Linked DNA regions of Mus musculus: regions 2 and 3 are each linked to region 1. The links are chromatin contacts, called in public Hi-C and HiChIP or PLAC-seq maps. All regions are on one chromosome and are shown on one strand. Each heading gives the region's core, a stretch centred on a gene start, on an enhancer-like site or on the middle of the called end of the contact. The rest is flanking DNA. Distances are from core to core; before and after follow the strand shown. Region 1 has its middle 54 kb from the start of Mir1843b. Region 2 overlaps Tnr (tenascin R). Region 3 overlaps Tnr (tenascin R).

What was found. A called contact is a pair of places that touch in the nucleus more often than the background predicts. HiChIP or PLAC-seq counts read pairs in DNA pulled down with a chosen protein or histone mark.
Region 2: an H3K27ac HiChIP or PLAC-seq map of oligodendrocyte precursor cells shows a contact between it and region 1, with 4 times the contacts expected there. The contact joins two enhancer-like sites. A contact is called at or near these places in 1 of 15 datasets of contacts at CTCF or cohesin (embryonic stem cells), 14 of 484 Hi-C or Micro-C datasets (the N1E-115 cell line, Th2 cells, cerebral cortex and 2 more) and 1 of 115 datasets of contacts at active chromatin or transcription factors (oligodendrocyte precursor cells).
Region 3: a contact with region 1 is called in a Hi-C map of the N1E-115 cell line, with 6 times the contacts expected there. The contact joins two enhancer-like sites. A contact is called at or near these places in 10 of 39 promoter capture datasets (the 3T3-L1 cell line, the HPC-7 cell line, cranial neural crest and 6 more), 3 of 484 Hi-C or Micro-C datasets (the N1E-115 cell line, cerebral cortex and trophoblast stem cells) and 1 of 115 datasets of contacts at active chromatin or transcription factors (stem cell-derived neural progenitor cells).

What each region holds. Positions count from the first base shown.
Region 1 is chr1:159,392,496-159,395,858 of GRCm38.p6, reverse strand. No RefSeq gene overlaps it. Among named protein-coding and RNA genes, the nearest start is that of Mir1843b, 54 kb to the right of the region's middle. Within about 2 kb of position 1,713, at least 114 of the 459 cell types and tissues checked have an H3K27ac peak or open chromatin away from gene starts, as enhancers often do. A contact at or near this core is called in the N1E-115 cell line, cerebral cortex and oligodendrocyte precursor cells, where this site is marked.
Region 2 is chr1:159,568,720-159,571,777 of GRCm38.p6, reverse strand. All of the region lies in intron 1 of Tnr (tenascin R), which reads right to left. Among named protein-coding and RNA genes, the nearest start is that of Tnr, 46 kb to the right of the region's middle. Within about 2 kb of position 1,402, at least 26 of the 459 cell types and tissues checked have an H3K27ac peak or open chromatin away from gene starts, as enhancers often do. A contact at or near this core is called in the N1E-115 cell line, cerebral cortex and oligodendrocyte precursor cells, where this site is marked.
Region 3 is chr1:159,601,481-159,604,466 of GRCm38.p6, reverse strand. All of the region lies in intron 1 of Tnr (tenascin R), which reads right to left. Among named protein-coding and RNA genes, the nearest start is that of Tnr, 79 kb to the right of the region's middle. Within about 2 kb of position 1,531, at least 1 of the 459 cell types and tissues checked has an H3K27ac peak or open chromatin away from gene starts, as enhancers often do. A contact at or near this core is called in the N1E-115 cell line, where this site is marked.

The sequences.
Region 1 (3,363 bases), core at 464-2,963:
CGCCTTCCTCCCTCCTCCCCGCCCCGCTCCCCACACACCACATGCACGCAAGCACAGAAGCCCTCTTATGAGGATAGACACTCTTCACCTCGCACCCCTAAAATGAGAAAATGTCCCTAGTAGTACTGGAGTAGAGGGATGAGGGGAGCCCAATTTGCCTTGTTCATCTATCCATCCATTCAGCAAACATTTTCCAAAAGCTTCCTACATTCTGGATATTGTTTAAAACTCGGAGATGGGGGTTAAAAGTCCTAAACATTATGGGATGCGGAAGATGCATCAGGGGCAAGGGGATTGAATAAGCTATACAATGTGCTCTCTCTGTAAGTGGAACCCATGTTGTGTGGTCCTTTCATTCCTCAGGAAGTCAATATGGGGGACACTTTCCCATCAGCCAGCCGTCTGCCTGGAATGAACAATAACACTGCTCAATGAAAATGTAACGTAGACCATGCTGCATCTTACCCTAAAGTTTGTAGTATATAGGAAAAAATTATAACAGCTCATAGTAAGTTTAATAATATGTTTTGTTTAATCTAACATATCCTAAATTCATCTTAAACTTATAGTTAGAACAAAAGAAAATTACTAAGGAGACACTCTGTCCCTTTTGTTTGTGCTGGGTCATCTGGATCCTGTGTGCGTGTTGTACTTACAACAGCACTCAGTGAGAAATCCACACAGTGCTCAGTTGCCACAATGTTTGTGTGTGTTGGGGGTGGGGTGGGGTAATTGTACCCTACTGGAAGCAAAAGAGGCACAAAAGAGGCAAAGCTCACCTAGCCTGCTTGGTTCTTCTTCAGAGCCCCAGGTCCTGGACTCTTCTTTTTCCCTTGGGGGTGGGGGGAGGGGTTAGGATATGTATGGAGGTCACAGCCAAACTTGTGAGAGTGGGTTTTTTCCTTCTACCATTTGGGCTCTGGGAACTGAACTCAGGATTGTTCACAAATGCCCTTACCTTCAAAGCCATCTCTTCAGCTCCTAGGTCTATATTCTTGAGCATACTTCTTGCCCATGTCCTCAATCAAAAGACGAGACAGCTCCCATCTACTTTTTCTCTCCCTAAGTCTCTCTTTGCCCTTTTTCTTTTAAGTCAGGCTATCCTGTAACCCAGGATGACTTCAAACTCACTTTATAGCCAAGGTTGATTTTGAACTTCCGATCCTGCTGTCTCAACCTCCCAAGTGCTGGGACTACAGGTCTCTGTTGCCATAACTTCTTTATGTGGTGCTTGAAAGCAAACCCCAGGTTTCATGTGCTGAGCAATCTCTGTACAAGATGAGCTGCATTTCTGTACCACCCTCATCACTCCCCTTTCTCTTCCAGAGACCTGCTCTGCTCCCGGTGAGTCTGATGTGTGACATCAGTCTCTGGGTGCTTATGTGGCCAGATTGCTGCATGTAGGGAGACTAGAACAGACATATGCAGCCCCTGAGAGTGACACTGGAGGAGTGGGAAAGTGGGTCTCAGCCTACCTAGGTCTCAGGCCAGAAAAGACCATCTTCTTGCTTGGACATACCCACCTTTATTATATTAAAACACTGAAAATCCTTCCTGGGCTCAACTTGTGAAATTGGCCCCCTCTTGTCCTTGGCTTTAAGGAGGTGTCTGGGATCCAGAACAGAATGCAGTTGGAGAAAGCACTCCCTAGCCATTCTGCCTTCAGTGTTCTTTCTGCTGACTTGTGTGGCCTTCCTCGGGTCTATCCCTGACCTTGAAGGTCAAGTTCATCTCAAGCAAACACTCTGATATTAAGCACAGAGAAGCCAGGGACATCTCAGGCCTGGAGTTTTCTGCAAGCCATTTGGTGCCACTCCCTGCTCAGACTTCCTCTCCCTAACCCTCCTTTTAGACATCCCCTCAGCCATGCTTGGACAGCCCACAGGCATGAAACTCAGTCCCTTACTTGGCTGTCCCTTTGTCCTCCAAAATATCTCCCTCCTATCCTCCCTGCTCCTCTCTCCTAAATCCCATCTACAAATAGAAAATAATTAATAATAATAATAATAATAATTCTGTGAGAGCAAATACAAATAGTTGGGAGCTATTTGACATGCTGGCTTCAAGACCCTTCTAACAACACCATAAGATAGACACCCCTTCCCCATGTTAGAGGGATGTAAATGAAACTGAAAGCAGTGGAATTATTTGTCCAAGTTTACAGTTCATAAGTACAGAGCCAAGGCCTGCCCGTGTAACTTCAGAGATGCCTGTATCCTATTAAGCAACTTAGGGAAAGTAAAATGAATGGTCCATGCCCACAGGAAATGAAATCTAGGCAAGGAGACAGTGCAGCTGCATGGAAAATTCCTAAGACGGTTTCTATCCAGAAATGTTTTATAACTAGGGAATCTGGAAGAAGAAGAAGAAGGCAGTGTGCATGCGTGGGAGGGGCTGCCTAGCTGCCTCAATAGCTGTGGCAGGCTCCAGGCTCCTGCATCCTGCTCTCCCTGCCTGCTGAGTTAGTGCCCCTGCCCACTTCCTGGCCCCTCCAGTGTGAGTCTCACACAGCTCCTCCAGCCTGATTGACTGCAGCAGAGAGACAACAACCCCTTAACCCCACCCCACCCCCAGCTAGCTTAGCGAGGCAGCATATGCTGCTGTGGAAAGTTGAACAATTGCACTTCTAAATAACAGCTCAACATGGAATAGAAGGGATGTTGCAAGGCAGGAGATGATTAATTGCCAAATGAATCATTGAAATTGTAATTTCAGTGGAATGCATGATTGCTGCAGGCCGGAATTGTAAGGAGAGACCAGGAGGAGACTGAATGGCCCGGCCAGGCAGAGAGGGCTGTTCAGCTGAGGGTCAGGGGTCAGAGAGGTACTCCTGAAAGGTTGTCTGAGACCACAGCATAGAGGCAAGCTTTCACTGTAGTGTCAAGAGCCCCTTGGAGCGAGGACTGCAGACCTGCTTGCCACGGGGATCTCCCCATGATGACCCATCGCACCTGGCCTCCCACCTGCTCTCTGGCTCTGTGGGATGCTGGCTCGCATCCTCCGGCCTCCTCTGACCTACTAGCCTCCTTTGTGCATCAGCTGCTCACGCTACACAGTAGGTAAGAGGCAGATCTCTCATCTATCCCTCGAGTGGAAGGGCATGCTGCTGAGCTGGAATAAGAAATGAAAATTCAGCATGTTCTGTTATGTTGGGGTTCGTTTTTCACAAGAGCTCCAACACCCCTGAGCCAGGTCCCGTTGCCTGAAATGTAGGACAGTGTCATAAGCAGAGGCTACCACTGCAATCTCAGCCTTCCTCCTTACTGGGTGTTGAAATTGTGTGGTCTTCCTTAATTTTCCTAACCTTCCTGAGCCTTAGTTTCCTTATGTGGGAATGTGTGATGTGGAATTGTACTCGAACAG
Region 2 (3,058 bases), core at 153-2,652, 180 kb before region 1:
ATAGTGATGTATTCTCACTAAATAATGTTCTCTTCCTCAGAGCAATTTCTCGAGTTGCTCAGTATTTGTTCATTATTGCAATTATTAGGCAGATGACTTGCCTGCCCGTTAGCCTAAAGGCCCCTGAATTCAGGAATGAAGCTGTTTTGGCTCGCTAAAGTGTGATTTGTCCATAACATTATCTAAGACATAGTTGTTATATGGATGGGTGGATAGATGGATGGATGAATGGATGGGAGGATGGGAAGATGGGGGGGGGGTTGAAGGATGAAAGGATGAGTGGGTGTGAACCACTATAGAGAGAGAAACAGTCCCATAGTTCACTATTGTTTCCTGGTTGGGATACCTTCAGTGAATTTACAAATACTGCGACCAGCTGTAGCTAATCATGAGTAATTTAGGCTCTAAAAATTCATATATGGTTAGCTTGCATTTAATGTCATTAAAAATATTTTTGCCTTCTGTTCATATCTTAGAAAAATTTCCTTTTGAAATCCTATTATGCCACTGTTTATGAGTCAGGAGAGGAAAAGTATTTTCCCCCTGACTTAAAGGGAAAAGGCCCATTGGTAGGTAGGAAAAGCATCTGGGATTGTTAATCTTGTTTGAAGATGGGAGAGATTGTTACAGAGGTTTGATATAGGAGAGGTTCTGCAAGGCAAGTTCCTCTAGTCTAGAGATACGGAAGTTGGGCAAATGTTACACTACAAATATAAGAGCCTTAATTGATGAGTCTCAAGAATAAAAGCAGCTAGAAATGCTGGCCAGGGATTGGCTCATCCTTCCTGTACAGACAACACAGCTAGTTTAGTGCCTATGTAAACTAGTGAAAGAGGCTCCCATCTTTTTTTTTTAATTATTTGAAATAAACAAGTGATTTTTAAATTAAACCTTAATTAAGTCACACAATCTAGTGGCACTTGGACCCGGTTTGCCCTAGTTTAAGTCTGTGTTCTGTGTAAGTATGGTTTATGAACGATGTGTCTTGAAAGGAAGAAAAGAAGCGAGTAGAGCTGTTTACCCAGAGCCTCTTTATCTCCGGCTGTTTTGCATGTATATATATGGATATATATCTGTAATTTCTCCCAAGGACCAGGAAAGCCAGGCTGTGGAAGAGCCTTTATTCATTATTTAATCAAGGAAAGAGCTTTAGCGCAAACAAGAGCAGGGGAGGAGGGGGAGGAGGTGAACAGAGGGAGGGAAGCCAGGCCAGAGTGAAAGCGCCTGGGTAAAGAGAGCATTTTTATAAACAGACTCTTGAGATAAAACCCTGAACAAAGAGCAACAAACAGCTCCTTTCCACATCCCCGCTTCCCTTTCTTTCTTGAAGCTCATGACAGACGCAGTTCCCTTCCTGCATAATAGCCTCTCGTTCCTTTCTGGAAGAACTTTATCATTCCGAACACGAAATGTGTCACTGCTTGCTTCTTCCTTGTTGTTCCTTCCCCTGGCCCAGACAGGGGAGGTTGAGAAACTCCACCCGAGATCTATCCAGCCAACTGGGCCTCCAATCTCAATGCAACCAAGTTTTCATTCTCTACTACAGCTGACTTCAAACCCCACAAATTCCATGCTAAGGAATTTGGTCCTCACCAGTCTATAAACTGGTTAATTGTTCATGATGGTTGGTATTTACCCTTAGAATAAACCAGTCCAGCTAACTGCTGGACCCAGTTCAGGCCCAGAAACTCCTATAATCTGACTGACATGTCCATTCTGTGCTAGCATAGTCCTTTAAGTCTCCCAGTAACCTAGGAGGTAGATTACCATCTTAATTATTTTTGCAAGTATGAGACTCCAGGTTCAGAGAAGTAGTTACATGTCCCCAGATATCCCTGGCTTTCTGCCATTCATTGTTGAGCTCTCTGGCTCTAATTCACTGTCTTTACTTTTCCCAGATTCAAATATCTTCATGAGAACATGTCTCTCATGTATCTTTCCTCCCAGTAGGAGGGCACTTCTTCCTTTAACTTTTTGTAAGTCAACTAATTTCTGCACACCTCTTTGTAAAGCAGAGAAGCCACCATGTGGGTTTACAGATGCTACTTATTCCCTGATTTAGGAAAACAGAACAAACAAGAAAACAGGTCACCTGTCAGGCAGCAGTCAGAAGAAAAGCCGGCCAGATGTGATGGCAGATGTCTTTTATCATAGCACTAGGGAAGCAGAGACAGAGGCAGCAGTAGAGGCTAGCCTGGTCTACAGAGAGAGTTTCAGGCTAGTCAGAGGTATAAAGTGAGACCCTGTTTTTAAAAAAATGTACAAAAAGTCAGAGCAGGCTATGGAAGACATAGGGAGAGGTCATGGAGCAGGGTCTTGCTCTTCAATATTGGGGGCCAGGAAGGCTGAATCAAGATGGTGACCTTGAAAGTAGATTTAAAGGAACTGGGGAATCCACCACTGGTGGAGGGCAGTAAGTGCAAGGATGCTGAAGGCCCTGGTGTGTCTGTGAAACAGTGGAAGAGACTGGCATGGTAGTCAGAGTTTAGGCAGAGGGATAGGCAGAGGAAGGATTGGTGAGGCAGGAGTGGAGTGAAGAGAGACAAACAGTCAGTTGTGAAAAATTAGATCAGCCAGGAAGGGAGGCTAAGCACCAAGATGAAGATTGCTTCTTATAATAACAGAGATAGGCGGTTTGGTGGGAGTTATCTGTACAAGAAGGTCTAGATCCTTTTGTTTGCTGTGTTAAAAATATCCTGGGGCAGCAAGGGTAGCAAGCACACTGTAGTTCAATGGTAGAGCACTTGTCACTTGTCAAACAAAAGCAAATACAAAGCTGTAGGTGTGATCCTCAATGCTGCGAAAACAAAGAACTTCCCCTTCAATGCAGGGAGTTCACCTGGGAAGCTCCAGGCATAAGACAGTAGAAACATGGGGTGGTTTTAGAGCTGTTTAGAAGGTGGATCTATCAGGGTTTCCTAGTAACTTGAATGTAAAGAGATGGAGAGAAAAGAGGGAGAGCAAGAGAGAGGAAGAGGAAGAGGAGGAAGAGGAAGAGGGGTGAATGTGAATGGCTCCTAAGTTTTGGTCTGAGTGATGGAAAAATAGAGAAAACAGT
Region 3 (2,986 bases), core at 282-2,781, 210 kb before region 1:
TGCACAGAGGTGCTAAATTTGCAATCATGAAAAGTAAATCTGGACCACACTGGCCTCAACTGACTTGAGGAGTAAGAGATAGCGAGCCGTTTCACTGGCCCTAGCTGAATCCCTGATCCTTGGGCTTTGAGGAATGGCAAAGTAAAAGGTTGCTTTCAGTGGCTTTATAGTGGTGTGATAAATAGTGAGACAGGAAGTCAAAGCTGGGGTGGGGCACCCAAGTGACACTTTATTCCAAGGACATTCGAGGACGACTCTACTGAGGGAGGTTTCTAGAATTCCTCCTCACCTGGTCTTGCACTGCGCCTCCAACTCCACCCAAGGACAGCCCTATAACCTTTAACAGCACAGTGGAAGTAAAGTAAATGCTTTCCCTTAGCAAAGGATTGGGATACAAGTCCCCAATCAATGAGGGAAACTTTAAAGAGATTAAGACTGCATCCATGATCTTGCATACATGTCTCTCTCCCTTCAAGAACCTTCTCTCCTGACTTTGATCTTTCTCTTCTCTTCTATATTTACTGTATCTATCCTTCCTCTCTCTCCTATTTTCCTCACTCCCTGACTTATTCCAATCATTTTTTCGGACTTTGGATTCCATTCTCACTTCTTTGTACCTCTTCCTACCATCTGGTTCTAGGCATCTCAGCTGAGCATCCTCTCAGAGCAGGTGCAATGTCCTCTATTGCCATTCTCTGGCCAGGAGAGGATGATAAATTCAATGTTCATAAACTTAGGAGCATGCAAAGTTAATCTATCCGCAATCTGCAAGGGGAAATTACAATTTTCATTCCCAGACCCAATACCACTTAACCCGAAGGTGAGTGTTTAGAGGAATATGCCTGTTCCTATGTTTTAAGGAACAAATCAGTGTTAGAGCATAGAGATTACAATCAGAAACCACAGATGAGCAAGGAGAGGATGCATATTCGGGTCTTGAATATTTAGGATAGTGTCAGATATCCAGGTTTGGGCAAGACTAACCAAGGCAATAAATCATGATAGGTACCACATAGCTTACCACATAGCTCTGTCAGAGTGTGTCTTATTTCCTATGTATCTTATTTCTTTCTGTGATGTGATGATCTCTTTTGATTGCCACCTGCTTTGACATAGCCTTCTTACCCCCAGACACTACAATGACTCATCTCTTTCATTAAGCCTGGCGGATGCCCATTGCTCTGAGTATCTCCAGACCATGATATAGATCCTGATAATTTACTGCCCTGTCTTCTAGACTTGTCTTCTTATCTTCCAGAAAGGAATCAGACAGGCTAAGTCCTTCTTTTGTACCTGTTCAGAGTCAGACTTGGTATGAGCATCTGACAGATGGCTAACAGTGTGTGATGGATGGATGGATTTGAATCTCATGAAAACTGGTATGTAAGGCAGGAGTGGGTGTGTTCTTTCTGTCACAATGATGTCAAACTTAGTAGTGTTGCAAGGAATCATTGGCCTGTCCTCTGGACCCAGGAAGTATATATTTCACCTGTGCTTCAGGATGCTCTGCCATCTGAGTATGGAGAAGAGAGTGGGTTCTTGTGGGTGTCTTGTGAGCAGAGGCTGGACCTTCTTTGATGGAGGACAAAGACATGGCTACTCCTGCCCTGGGGAAGAAGTTTGGCTGGCCTGAGAGGTCACTTCTAAGCTTCAGTAGCTATCTGATGAACAGTTAACTTCTTTGACTTGTTTTTCTTCTTGGCAGCCAGCCTTCCCAGGTTTGAAGGTCCCATGACTTAGATGTCTGTCTATGTGTCCTGAGTTAGGCACACAGGTCCCAAGGATGGCTTTGTTTCCAATAGCAGTAACAAAATATTTGCCAAAAGCAACATGAAAACACAAGAGTGAACAGCAGTTCAACTTGAGGGTAATGACCTCTTTGGCGATCCAATGACTTTATTCTAAGAATTGTGTAAGACCATCCATCAGAAAACACAGCTATTTACATTATGATTCATAAGAGTAGCAAAATTACAGTTATGAAATATTAAAGACAATAACTTTGTGGTTGGGGGTCACCACAACAGGAGGAACTATATTAAAGGGTTGTAGCATTACAAAGGTTGAGAACCACTGAATTAGGCTCAGTTTGAGGGTGCAGTCCATCAGGCAAGGAAATGCACAATATTGGGCATCTGAGGTTTCTGGTCACAAAGACAGAAATAAGTGCTGTTGTTCTATTTGCTTTTTTCTTCGTTCTCAGCCCAAGACCAGAATGAGCAGGATGGTTAGACTCAAGGTGGGTCTTCCCTTTTGTGTAAAAATATTCCAGAAACTTCCTCATAAACACACTTTTAAAGTATGGCCAAGGGATTAGCAGCATTGGCACCGGTAGACTTTGTTAGAAATGTAGAAGCTCAAGCTGTGAATGGTGGCTCCTGTATGTAAGCCAAGCTTTCAAGAGGCTGAGGTCAGAGCACTGATCATGTGTTCAAGGTCAGACTAAGCAGGGAGACTCAGGCTCCACCCAGGGCTATATAATGAGATTCTGTCTCAAGGAAACAGAAGAAAATGAAGGATGATGGGAAAGGAGGAAGAGGAATAGGAAGAAAGGGAAGAAAAAGAAAAGAAGGAAGAGAAATGGGACAAACAGGAGAAGGAAGGGTAGGAGGAGGTGGAGACTCTTCATCCTAACTCTAGACCTATTGGATCTGAATTTGCATGCATAATGGGATCTCCCAGTGGTATCTAGTCCCTTTCTTCCCATCTGAGAAGCTCTGGGATAATCAATGGATTTCAACCAGCTTTAATAGGAGCAGATTCTGAATACTCCCCTGTAGGGATGTGGGTTGGGTGCATCCTACATACCATGTACCAAAGAAATCTGTATGAGTGATATTACCTATTGTGCTTGGCACATTAGAAGTGGCGCTATTAATAGGTGTGGCCTTGTTGGATGAAGTGTGTCACTGTGGGAGTGGGCTTTGAGGTTCTTTGCTCAGGCTCCCATCAGTGCATCCTCCTCTCATCCTCCTCCTGGATGCCT